Regions from separate parts of the Mus musculus genome. Here regions 2 and 3 are each linked to region 1. The links are chromatin contacts, called in public Hi-C maps. All regions are on one chromosome and are shown on one strand. Each heading gives the region's core, a stretch centred on a gene start, on an enhancer-like site or on the middle of the called end of the contact. The rest is flanking DNA. Distances are from core to core; before and after follow the strand shown. Region 1 overlaps 1700037F03Rik (a long non-coding RNA gene). Region 2 has its middle 140 kb from the start of Pcsk1. Region 3 has its middle 250 kb from the start of Pcsk1.

The links. A called contact is a pair of places that touch in the nucleus more often than the background predicts.
Region 2: a Hi-C map of liver shows a contact between it and region 1, with 6 times the contacts expected there. The contact joins two enhancer-like sites. A contact is called at or near these places in 4 of 39 promoter capture datasets (the C10 cell line, cranial neural crest, frontonasal cranial neural crest and 1 more), 1 of 15 datasets of contacts at CTCF or cohesin (pro-B cells), 7 of 484 Hi-C or Micro-C datasets (bone marrow-derived macrophages, embryonic stem cells, liver and 1 more) and 3 of 115 datasets of contacts at active chromatin or transcription factors (kidney, large pre-B cells and liver).
Region 3: a contact with region 1 is called in a Hi-C map of liver, with 4 times the contacts expected there. The contact joins two enhancer-like sites. A contact is called at or near these places in 2 of 39 promoter capture datasets (the HPC-7 cell line and cranial neural crest) and 1 of 484 Hi-C or Micro-C datasets (liver).

Annotation. Positions count from the first base shown.
Region 1 is chr13:75,650,898-75,655,159 of GRCm38.p6, forward strand. It overlaps 1700037F03Rik (a long non-coding RNA gene), which reads right to left. Exons shown (of 3, transcript XR_873683.1): 3 at 2,756-2,814. Among named protein-coding and RNA genes, the nearest start is that of Mir682, 8.0 kb to the left of the region's middle. Within about 2 kb of position 2,269, at least 5 of the 459 cell types and tissues checked have an H3K27ac peak or open chromatin away from gene starts, as enhancers often do. A contact at or near this core is called in liver, where this site is marked.
Region 2 is chr13:75,225,365-75,229,626 of GRCm38.p6, forward strand. No RefSeq gene overlaps it. Among named protein-coding and RNA genes, the nearest start is that of Pcsk1, 140 kb to the left of the region's middle. Within about 2 kb of position 2,422, at least 38 of the 459 cell types and tissues checked have an H3K27ac peak or open chromatin away from gene starts, as enhancers often do. A contact at or near this core is called in liver, where this site is marked.
Region 3 is chr13:75,341,724-75,345,985 of GRCm38.p6, forward strand. No RefSeq gene overlaps it. Among named protein-coding and RNA genes, the nearest start is that of Pcsk1, 250 kb to the left of the region's middle. Within about 2 kb of position 1,883, at least 5 of the 459 cell types and tissues checked have an H3K27ac peak or open chromatin away from gene starts, as enhancers often do. A contact at or near this core is called in liver, where this site is marked.

The DNA.
Region 1 (4,262 bases), core at 1,019-3,518:
TTTTTGGCCAGAAAGAACTTTAGAAAACTAGCTTATCACTGTATATTAATAAGGAACTTTCTTTATCAATACAACACAAACAGTTTAAAACATTTGTTTAAGCTCAAAAGTCAAGCTGGCTGTACTCTAAACCTGACATTTCCAGGTGGGGCATTGCACTATATTCTGGACACTCTTGTTTCCCTGCCTCTGTTTCCAGTATAAAAGAATAAGCATGGTTCGTAGCATCAATTTTTAATTTAAAATATAATCTCAAACTTAACTTTAACATGAATGTTCTGGAACCTGGACAATGAAGGAAATGTTTAGCTATATTTCCAATTATTATTTGAAAGCATGAGTACAAATAAAATGTATTCTACAACATTCTCTAGCCTTGAGATTTAAAATGCTTCATAAAGAACCCAAATTACACTGTATTTATGAAAAGCTTATTGTTCCTTAGTTAAATTGTTATTTTTCATTTGTAATTTCCCAAACAGAAATGACAGGGTTATAGGATGAATTGTAAATCAGGAGTTTCCAAGATAAACTTCTCTTTGTTAACTCTCAAAGAATAATGGTATTGGCGGAGTATCGCTGATACTGATCTACTGAGGCTTTCCTTCTTCATATACCAGTTTTTCCAAATATTTGCCTGAATGGAAAATAAAATATTTTTATGTTAACATTTCATACCACTGAAAAGTTATCTGAAGGGAAGGTTTAAGGTTAATGGAATGTTTATCTTATCAAACATGGTCTGGTTTGTTTGGGTTAGTGTTTAGCCTCCAGTTAATCAGACCTATTTACTAGTTTAAGAACATTCAGCAATTAACGGTGTTCAAACATCACCAACCTGCTCTATTATTTCAGCTGGGAAAACAGCTGTATGAACCAGCACAGCTTTCTGACTCAAAATAAGTGATAACAACGACAACTCCCTGGCAGCTGATTTTCAGTGCATTAGTACTGCACAGTCTCAGAGCATTACAAAATAGTGTGAAATATGTAAATAATTTAAAATCCCAAAGATATGCCACATTTTAGTATTAAAAACCAATAATGTAGCTTTGCTGGAAAAAAATAAAAAGCATCCTTCTAGGATACAAAATAAATTTGAGAGGCAGGTTATGGCCTCATTACTTAAAGAATCTCTAACAGGCTTCTTTTTGACACTGCTTAATAATTCTCTGAGCGATTTTTCACACACAGTTACTCTAAGCAGCACTCCCCTTGCTCTTCAGACTTTGACATATCCCCAGCTGCTAGGCCTGTGCTTAACTAAACAGGTACCGTAAGTAGCACAGTAGAGTGTTTATGGAACACAGTAACTATTTATTCTAAAAGATAGGCAAAAGGATAAGAACATTGGATTTTAAAATACACTTTAAACTCCTCTTAGAAAGGTGCACATATTATGCATAATATTTAGTTAAAGTATCACATTGTCAACGGACAGTAAAAAAATGACCTTTTTTTTATCTGTTTTTGTTGTTGTTGTTGTTGTTGGTTTTTTTTTTTTTTTGTCTGTCCGTTTGTTTGTGACAGATGTGCCTCCAATACTATGAAGTCACAAGTCAAGTTCAACTCCTAATTCTTCTGCCTCCACCTCCCAAGTGCCAATTGCACTACCACCCCAAACTTCTTTATCTTAATTTTTTAAAATTCATATGGCATTTCCCCAGTAGTAGGCTGAACTATAAGGGCACACACACACACACACACAAACTTTTTAATTAATCCTGTGAGATATAGAGACCAATACTGATCCTACTTTTTCAAACGGAGAAAGTGAGGCTTAGAAAGATTAAGAAAACCATTCCAGGTCCTTTATCAAAGCAATATTAGTGTATGGCTTGAGCTTCAAACGTTGTGCTTTTATAAACTATGGGAAGACCAAAATGGTAGTAAAGGCTTTTTAGAAGACCTATCAAATACCTTGAATAAGTATTACACATAAAGTCTTAAAATGTGCTGACTTCCTCGTCCCATTAATATTTACTTTCCTATCAGTGCCAGGGTGTTCTAATATTTGTCTTATCCTCTTGCACTTCCCATCACACACATAGACACACACATAGACACACAAACATATACAAGCACATACACTCAAACAGGTATGCACACACAGGCACACACACAAACACACACACACACACACACACACACACACACACACACACAACGAGAGAAAGAACAGCAGCAGCCTCACAGTAGTGTCCCAATGGTAGTAAAAACAGGGCAGAGGAGTTAATGTTCTACCTTAACAAACTTACTAAACAGCAAAAACAGTAAGTGTGACCTCAGAAATGGGGCAGGAAGGGGAGCCAGATCAGTGTACTCAATTGATTGGCTGTACCCTGTGCCTGTTTACTTGCAGGTAAGCTCATTTATGGATCTAAAGGGACAAGAAACAAAGGTATACACACTAAGCCTTACTCCTGGATTTCCCTCACAATTCTGCCCAAGCCAGAGATACGCTGTTTATTTGCAGAAGCTGAGAAGTGCTAGATTTTCCCAAACAGGGTTTGAAATGAATTTTCTGTGAGAATGCATGGATCTTACTGAAGTATACACCTAAGCGACTAGTGTTTCCCAGGGCATGAAACATTCTATGATAGAAAAACATTTGTTGGATTTCACTCTAGTGTGTACTTTGCTAGCCTCTAGCCACCACATTAATGACTAATAAACACTTAAAATAGGTAAAGTGAAACTTGAGAAACAATTTTTACTATATCTAATATAATTTAAACACTTACATGTGGCAAGTGGCTAGAGGAAGAATAACAGCTCAATCACTACTCACTGGAAGCCCTGATACTGCCATACCTTGAGGAAAAAGATACAATTATGACCATAATCGACGGCTAAGAAAATCAAAACCTAAGAAAATTGAGTGACCTGTCCATGGATATAACTGGCAAGTGGTAATTTCTAGATGCTCAAATACATCAGTCTAGTTCAAGGTCTGACGTCTTCATAGCCAGTGGTGCTAAACACTGGCTGTTATGTACTTATATTTTTATATTTTTGTGATTTATTTCCTTAAATTGGAAATAAATTTCTTTACCCACATAAAATATTCACATAAAAATTCGTTTCCCCTCCCTTTACTCCTCATAGTACCTCCTCATCTTCCCTTCCTTCTGTTTCCAGAAAGCAAGCATGCTTCTAAGGGATAATAATAAAACAAAAATAGGACTTTAAAATTTTTTTAAACTACCATATTGGACACAAACAAACAAACAAACAAACAAACTGACTAAAAAAGACCTAGAAGGAAAAGATTTCAAGAGAAGGCACAAGAATCAAAGACCTACTCATTCACACACTCAGGAGTCTCATAAGAACACTAAACTGGAAGACATAATACCTACAAAAAGGACCTGCTGCGAGCCTACCTATACAGTCCCTGCACATGCTTCCTCGGTCTGGGTGAAATCATAGGAGCTTTGGTTATGTTGCTTTAGAGTGCCTGTTCTCTTGGTGTCCTCCATCCCTTCTTGCTCTTATACTCTTTCTGTGCCTTCTTCTGCAGTGTTTTCCAAGCCCTGAGGGGAGGGATTTGATGGAAGCATCCTCTTTAGGACTGTGTTCCAAGGCCTTCCATTCTCTTCATAATGACTGGCTGTGTGTCTCTATTTGTTCTCATTGGCTGCAGGAGGGAGTTTCTCTGATGATGGCTGAGCAAAGGCACTGATCTTTGAGAATAGCAGATGTCATTAGGAGTCATCATATTACTACTTTTTAAATTTTTTAGAACAGCAGTATTTAACTTTACCCTAGGACCTTCACCTACCTAGTATCAGCTTCTTGGTCAAACAAGCAATATCAAGCACGGGTTCCAAGCCCTCAAGGGCCCTTAATTTTAGTTGTTTCTTACTGTATTCCAGTCCCTTACCCTACTAATCCATAACTATCTATTCTATTTACCCTATCCTAGGGAGATCACCCCTTCCCCCAACCAAGTCCCTTACTCTATACTTAACTTCTATGGTTCTATGGATTTTAGCTGTCTTATCAATAACTTAACAGCTAATACCCACATATCAATAGATAGATACCAATTTGTCTTTCTAGGTCTGGATTACCACACTCAGGATGACTTTTTTTTTCTAGTTTGATCAATTTACCTGTAAATTTCATGACTTTTTTTTTTTTTAATGGCTAAGTACCCACTGTGTAAATGTGGCACATTTTCTTTATTCACTTATTTCACTTAGGGGCATCTAGGATGTTTCCAGTTTCTGGCTATCATGAATAGAACAACAGTGAAC
Region 2 (4,262 bases), core at 1,172-3,671, 430 kb before region 1:
GCATGAAGATATTCAAATAATTTTCTTGTGGTTATATACACGTTTTCTTGGCAGTATGGTATCAAAGTTGTGATTCCACTCTTCTCTCATATAGTGCTCAAATCAAGTTGCATAGCTAAAGCGCATGGATGGTATCGGTACCTGACAGTAGTTAAGATCATTGCTAAGAACCACTGAAGCCAGGCACCTGGCCTCTCCTTACTTTATTCAGTATTAAGAGAGATGTTTGTTGCCATCTTTTCCCTCATAAACATTTTTATTTCCAAGCTAGAGCAAGTTATGGTGCTGTTGTGCATAGTTACTGTACCCATAGGCCAATCCATAGACGGACACTCAGAATTGCTACCACGACAGTGGCACTCAGTTCAAGACTGAAAGATAAATTGGGCTTGCCAAGGTGCAAAGGTCTAAGCAAGGACCAGAATCCAAGGCTCTGAGGCACAAATAGTCAGGCAGTCTTCCAAGTACAAAGTGTTACCATGTTCTTTCAATGACCTCACCTCTGGGCTGAGCCATCTGCTATCTCAAAGACCCTCTTCCCAGGAGTCCACATCCAGGAAGAGTGGGCTAGAACTCATCAAAAGCAACAGGTGAGCCATTTATATTATGGAACATTAAATTTCTGTGAACTAAACTTCAGAGCAGTTATCTTTAGGGAAGTTGTAGTTGATCACATGTTTCTCTTCCAGAGTCAAAGTCCAGGCATTTTATTATGTTTATATATTCTCTGGGCTTTGGGAGTTACTGATACTGTAAGTTCCACGCCCCACGGAACTCTAACATAGTAAACAAGGATTTCAAATGAAGAAAGAAGGGATAATAAATGAAGCAGAGCACAAGCAAAACAGGAAGGGATGAAACATAATGTTAGGTTATAAAACAAGGAACCATGCAAAACGGAGTACAGTCGTGACCTGGCGTGTTGGAACCTGAGGCCTGAAATATGTGTTTAAAACACGAAAGCAGACCAAAAGTAGATTTTATTTTCATTTCTTTTTCTTTTTTCTCTTTTAACCTTTCTGTCTGATACTTGGCTTTTCCTGAGATTTATGTAAGCAGCAGCAGTTGAACAACTTCTATTTTGTAAATTTCAGGCTTGAAAAAATAGGGATGAACAAGACACTCTAAGTAAAATCTGTCCATCCTTTTCCCTTTTAAAAAAAGTTACCTCAAGTTCTTCTAACAAGTGATTCTGAGTAGATGAAGCTAAGACAAAAGAATAACAAGATGGAGAAGGAGAAGGAGAAGGAGAAGGAGGAGGTATAGGAAGAAGTGGTGGTGGTGGTGGTAATGCTGGAAGAAGAGAGAATAAGAGAGGGACAGAGGGAGGAAGGAAAAGAGCTTTCCCCATGGCTTTGGCAACTTAAGAAAGAAGAGGTCAAGCAACAGTTTTATTGGTTTCTAAGACATCTGAAGTATGTTCTTAGTTCTCCATTCTCTGATCCTGCCCTGAGGACTTCTAAAGTCACAGACAGTGGACAGAAGAAGAGTGTCCCTGCATCCAGGCTGCCCTTTGCCCAATACAGCAGGTCAGCTTTAATCTTAGCAGTGTCTTTCATCTAAAAGGGCATATGCCAAGCAAGATGTTAATGTGACACTCTGCACAAGCACACATTATGAGCCCCAAGTGCAGATGTGGCTACATGCATTTCAGAGCAGCCAGCTAGCATCTACAGAAATTCAGACACCTTGATGCCCAGTTGCTGTGTGGCTTTGTGGCATCTTCTACCAGTGTGTCTATGAATATAATTTAATATTATTTAATAGTTTTCTAATAATTTACTCTTGCTCTATCATATTAGAGAATTCTCTAAAGTCACTCTGTAGCAAAACCATAAATTACATAAAATACAGCTTTACATAATATTAACCAGTATTATATATAGATATATAGAGATTATAGTTGCCTTTACCATCATCCTTTCCGTGGTTGAAAACCAAAAAAAGGATATACTGGTGTTAAGTAAGGGTTGCACTGGATGAAGTAGCTTGTCAGGGTGACTGTGTTTGCTCTCTTCACAGAACAAATTCTTAAACGCTCCAAAGTAAGTTTTATTTTTGCTTCAGCCTAGTTTTAGTTGTAGGGTTTGTTAAGCATCAGGTTTAAATTTTCCAGCTTTCCAAATGCCAGGCAAGAATTGGGGCATATCGCTGAGCTATGGCCTGATTCTTATGTTTACTTAGTCATTGACAGGGTCTCACTGTTTTTCTCAGGCTGGCCTTGAACTTGAGGTCCTCACACCTTTACATCCCAGATAGCTGGAATTAAAAGCCTTCACTACTAGATTTGACTTGAAAAATATTCTTTAGTCAAATAAAATCATTTTGAATTAAAATTTGACATTGTTCAAAGCATGCTTGATGGGGAAAAATAACTGGAAACACTCGTCATGGCAGATCAGGTGTGTCCTTCCAAGGAGTTCCACTGGAGGGCAGTGTGTGCTTCAGAACAGGCGAGTGCTTCTGGGTTTGGAGCCGCATTGGTATGAAAATCTACACACCTTGGCAAGTTTTTAATCACAGGGGGGCACAGGAATACTGTATTCCCAGTCCTCCTTCTGACTGCATTGAGGATTAAAACAACTAAAGTGACTATTCAACTGAAGCCTGTCTTTTTTACAGACCCAAGCATGAAGACTATAATAGTTACTTGAAATTCATAAGACCAACTTAAGTCTTCATAGCAAAGCATGTGTACTGGAGAAAAGAGGAAGCAAGGAAAGAAAAGAACAGAGTGGTGGTAGAAAACTACCGCGAGCATTATTACTGCAGTCAGTGAGGCATGCTGAGTGGTGCTGGTGTTTTCAGAGTGGGCTAGAGCATGCTAGACAAGGAGTGGGTTTCCCCTGTAGGATTCTGAGTGGATTTAGACAGGTGGTTTTGGTCCAGAAGCTCTTGAGCAGGGGCACAGAGCAGAGCAATTACAGAAACCCTGTCCAGCGAGGCAGTTGTTGAGGTGGTCAAGGCCAGAGAATGCTCAGCTCTAACAGTGTATGGAGAATAAGAATGGAATCAGTCTGAGAGACAGAAAAGATGGACATGTCCTAGGATTTAATAATCAGTTTTCTGAAGTGGAGGAGGGAGAAATTCTAACATTTTATAACAGGGGAAAAAAAAGTGACAAATAGAAATTGAAGAAAATGGAGGAAGGTGCGTTTTGAGAAATGGAGCCAAACATCTGGAGAATATCCAGAGAAAAAGTACCTAGGAGGTGATGGAATTGTTGAGCCTGAAGATCAGGGGAGGGACGGTAAGGTACTAAAGACAGTGTCATTGGCACAAAGTTAGTAATTAAAATGTTGAGTGTGGATAAGCTCATCCAAGAAGATTGCCAGTACTGGGAGGAAAGAAACAGACAGCTGGACCACCCAGCACAAGTGGTGGGAAGCAGAGGAGGCCACAGTGAAAAAAGACAGAAACAAACAAGACAAACCAAGAGCAGAATTCTCTGTGGAGCAGTGAAACTCAACCAACAGAGGCAAATGCCCCAGAAATGAGCTGCAACACAAAGTCCACAACAGCTAGTGTGCAGGTACCTAACAAGAGAAGCAGATTGCAGAGGCTGCCAACAGTGAATATAGTCTTGCTCCATATAGGTTAGTCCTTTATGAAGCTTATATGAAAAATAAAAAAGAAGACATAGGGTCCAGAGAATAAGGGGAGTAGGTCAGAAGTAGATTTCTTGTTACTGAATTCAAGTGAATCCACTAAAAGTAATCCCTAGCAGAGGGATGCTGATGTTTCAAGAGGGAGGTTGAACTGTAGAGCCTGGTCTTGGCAGGAAAAGCTGAGGTTAGCTTAGCACAAAATAATGGAGACATGAAATCTTCTAAAACTAAAGGCAGACGATGAAAGATGTGAAGGAGAAAAGAAATCAAAGGAACTGGTGCTCAATTGCCTCTGTAGCAGGGTAATTATCCTAGCTTCCTCATACAGAAGGATCAGACCTTTTTTTTAAACAAGAGTTTCTGAAACTACATCTAAAAGTAAAAGAGACTGGTGCTCCTAGGTGGACGTGTGTGATTATGGGGCAGCAGCATGGTAGTTCTTTTCCAGAATTTTGTATAGAACACTATTTAGTCAGGATTCTACAAACAGTTCTTCTCGTACCTACAATGGTGTATGTTTCTAAATGACCTGATAATACAGCACTGGTATTGAAGTTAAAGGAAATGAGTGACAGGATGCACTTTTATTTTTATGGAGTTTTTATGGAGAAAGAGAAAACAGTGACAGCGACCATGAGGCTGACCGTCACCCTC
Region 3 (4,262 bases), core at 633-3,132, 310 kb before region 1:
ACATACCCCTATACTGGGGCATAGAATCTTCACAGGACCAAGGGTCTCTCCTCCCATTGATGACTGACTAGGCCATCCTCTGCTACATATATAGCAAGAGCTACAAGTTCCACCATGTGTTTTCTTTGATTGGGGGTATAGTTCCAAGGAGCTCTGAGTGTACTCGTTAGTTCATATTGATGTTCCTACTATGGGGCTTCAGTCCCCTTCAGCTCCCTGAGTATTTCTCTGGCTCCTTCATTGGGGACCTTGTGCTCCATCCAATGGATGACTGTGAGCATCCACTTCCGTATTTGCCAGGCACTTACAGAGCCTCACAGAAGACAGCTATATCAGGCTCCTATCAGCAGGCTCTTGATGGCATCTGCCTAGTGACTGGATTTGGTGCTTGTTTATGGGTTGGAACCCCAAGTGGGGCGGGCTCTGGATGCTCATTTCTTCAAGCTCTGTTCTGAACTTTGTCTCTGTAACTCCTTCCATGGGTGTTTTGTTCCTCATTCTAAGAAGGAACTAAGTATACACACTTTGGTCTTCCTTATTCTTGACTTTCACGGGATTTGTAAATTGTATCTTGGGTATTCTGAGTTTCTCCCTCTCCCTCTCCCTCTCCCTCTCCCTCTCCCTCTCCCTCTCCCTCTCCCTCTCCCTCTCCCTCTCCCTCTCCCTCTCCCTCTCCCTCTCCCTCTCCCTCTCCCTCTCCCTCTCCCTCTCCCTCTCCCTCTCCCTCTCCCTCTCCCTCTCCCTCTCCCTCTCCCTCTCCCTCTCCCTCTCCCTCTCCCTCTCCCTCTCCCTCTCCCTCTCCCTCCCTCTCTCTCTCTCTCTCTCTCTCTCTCTCTCTCTCTCTCTCTGCCTTTACTACCTCTTAACTCCCCTGCCCATGCCCTTAATAAACTCTATTCTATAGTACACTGTCATGTGGCTGGTCCCTTCGGGGGAAGGGATACCTCAGCATGGGCCCACTGAGGTTCCCCCTTCCCCCATACCTCATCACACCTCCATAGAACGTACCCTTTTTTTAAAATCTTTTTATAAACACATAAGAGATTAAAAAGGAGTATCATTTAATAGGACATTTGAAAACAAAGGTTTAACAGAGATTTTAAAAAGACTATTGAAATCCAATCAAAGGAACTTCACAAGAAAAAAATTATTAAATATTACCACAGATATTTGAAACCCTGTTTTCCCTTTCAGCTTCCACATTTTATGAATAAGAAAAGTCTCCCAATTCAATTTTCCTGAGTGAAAACTGGGGCTCTGAGTACTGACCTATTTTTCCCTCCTTTCAAAACACTATAACCACATATAAAATGTTTACTATGAACAATTTAATGCAATAAACTATTCACTCAATAAATTTCAGACCCTGTGCAACAACAGAACCTACTCATTTTATAAAGCAGTCCACCACCAGAACTGCAGTGTTTACCAATGTAGGAAGGGAAGGGAACACTGTCTGACATTTACCTCTCCTGCTTCCCTCAAGCTTTGCTTTGTTTATACTGCTGCCATTGTCATGAAAATCCTATCTCCTTCCCAAGCTAAGCCATTAGCAGCAGTTATGTGTCTCAGGTTGTGATAAAACACCTTGACTAAACAACCTGAGGGCTTGATTTGGCTCACAGTTCCACTGTGCAGTTCATTGATAGTTCTGGTGATACCATTGCATCTGCAGTCAGAACACAGAATGAAGACTGTTCACGCCCCACTAGAGTTCTGTTTTATTTCATCTAGGCCCTCAGCTTGTGGATACTACTCACACTCGGGGTAGGTCTTCTCACTTAAATTAATATGATCTAAAGAACCCCTCACAGATATGCCGAGTCTTATCTCTTCAGTGATTCTAGGTTCTGTCAAGCTCACAGTCAATATTAATCATTACTCCATGGCATTGCAACACTAAACCAAGCAAGCTTGGGGACAGCCACACAATAGCCACGTGATGTCCTGATGTAAAACAGATTGAAGGATAAATGTGGAAAATGCCTTTTTGCAGCATCCCTTAAATAACGAACGAGAAGTGATTCTGAAAATGTTATTTGACTTGTGTTCATATTCGCTTGTCTCTATGGTATATGGGAATCATCAGCTGTGTTCCTTATAGAATTTTTGGAAGCTCATTCTGTAAAACTCTGAGGAGCCTTAACTTACCAGAGACCCCCTGAGTAAACAACTCAGCCAGGGATGGATGCAAAAGCAAGACAAATTTTATTGTTCCAGCATGCTGTGGTCATCCTGCACAGGAAGGAGAGAGAGAGAACAACCCCACTCAGCCCATTCAGCAAGTTTTTATAGTTTTCAGAGCAGCAACCATTAGGCACAACGTGATTGGCAGAACAGTGTGACTTTTAAACTGATTGGTTTAGGGAATGAGGTGGCAAGGACTTCACTTGTCTGTAGGTGGCCAACAGTCAGTCCACAATGTGTGTACACGCTCTGCCCTTACCCCCCCCCCCCCCATACACACAAGTGGCCAAAGATCAGTGCCCTCCACCCCCTGTTATCTGAGGAAGGTAATTACCCTTTCCCTTCTGGAGGGGAGGGGTACCTAAGTGCTACATGAACTTTCTCTTCCAGGAGAGGAGGCGTCTGGTGGAATTTTCCAAAGGTCCTGAACGGACTTCTTCAATTCACAAATAAATGATTTGATAGATCTTTTTTTAAAGCCTAATTGTATATCTTTTCAACCCTAGATTTTATGGTACAATAAAACGATTGTTTCAAAGCAAAGACAAGGAATCGAGTGAAGCTTTCATTATGCAAACGGAGTTGGTAAATCCAGAATAAAACTTAAATTTCTAAATAGTTTTTGAAGATTTAGTTCATGTATTTTGAGGTATTATTATTTGATTCTTAATTTTTTCTAAATATGAGACTTGGTTTATTTTTATTTCTGTGTAAATGTGTATGTACATGTACATGTGCATGTGTGAAAGTATGTTCATGTGTGCAAATGTCTAAAGATGCCAGAAGATGGCAATGAATTTCCTTTTGATGTAATTTTATCTACTTGTTCTTAAATGAACATGCTGGGTAAATTTGAAGTCATGGGCTATAATTAACTTTGTAAGCATGACATATAAAATTTGCTGAACATTATATTACTTAAAATAGCTACTTCTTCATTATTAAGAGGAACTCCAGAGGCAGGATGTTCTAGATTTGATATCATGGATGTTGTAGTCATGAATAAACCAATCTCGTTTTTCCTACTGTTTTCCCTTCTCAGTCCTGTGTCTTGCTACCTCATTGTTTCAAGATATCAACTAATCTTCATATTTCCATTCAAATATGTAAAAATCAGTGAAGAAAATAGATAGATAGATAGATAGATAGATAGATAGATAGATAGATAGATAGATTGGTAATTCTACCAAGCTCTACTTTTCCTTCTTAAGAGCGAGGAGATCCAGCAGACTTCCCATATAAATTCATCAAAACCTAGTTGTATAGCCACTTGAAAGTGACCTCTGGCGTACCCAGTTCTGTAAAGGGACACATACAAGGGAGGTGAGATGAGCTCTATGTGTTTGTCTCTCAACTATGAGCACTGTATCAATAGATCTCTCAGACAGCTGAAAGCTGATAGGTAATATTTGAAAATAAGAATTAGTGAAAACGTGATAAGCTAACTGATACTTTATTAGAAAAGTTTGTATATTGAGTCAAAGTTCCTCTGATGGCATATTTCCCCTCTAATAACAAAACAAGGTTCCTCCATCTATAATGTTTAATTTCTAAAGTGACCAGTTTCACCTCTCCCCTGAGTTGTCTAGTCATTGAGTCATTCAATTTAACTTTGATGAGGGGCCTTCTATTTCTGAGGTTTAGCCATGTGGTTGAAGGACATTGACTCTCAGACATTTTGCTAGTACCTCTCTGAGTTTACACTACACTAAATTTAAATCAGAAAAATAAAACATAAATGGCTAAGTAAATAATTCTACTAAAATTATCTTCCTTAAAAATTTCGAAGAATTAAAAAATGTACTGACTTTTTCCAACTGGCACTTTTATTTGTGAAATCTCATAATCCCATGTGAGATTACAATATACCTCTCCTTCGTTTTTTTTCAGAAGATTGCACAGCTGCCCTTTATTACTAAAATCTCTTACTGAATAAATATGTGTCCAGAAATTAAAACAAAACACTACATGACAGCACCTTTGGAAGCCAGAATGTTGCCAGCATTGTATGCCAGATGTAACTGCAGAGTGACAGCAGAGTGTGTCAAACTATCTATTGGTTAGCCAAGAGCAGC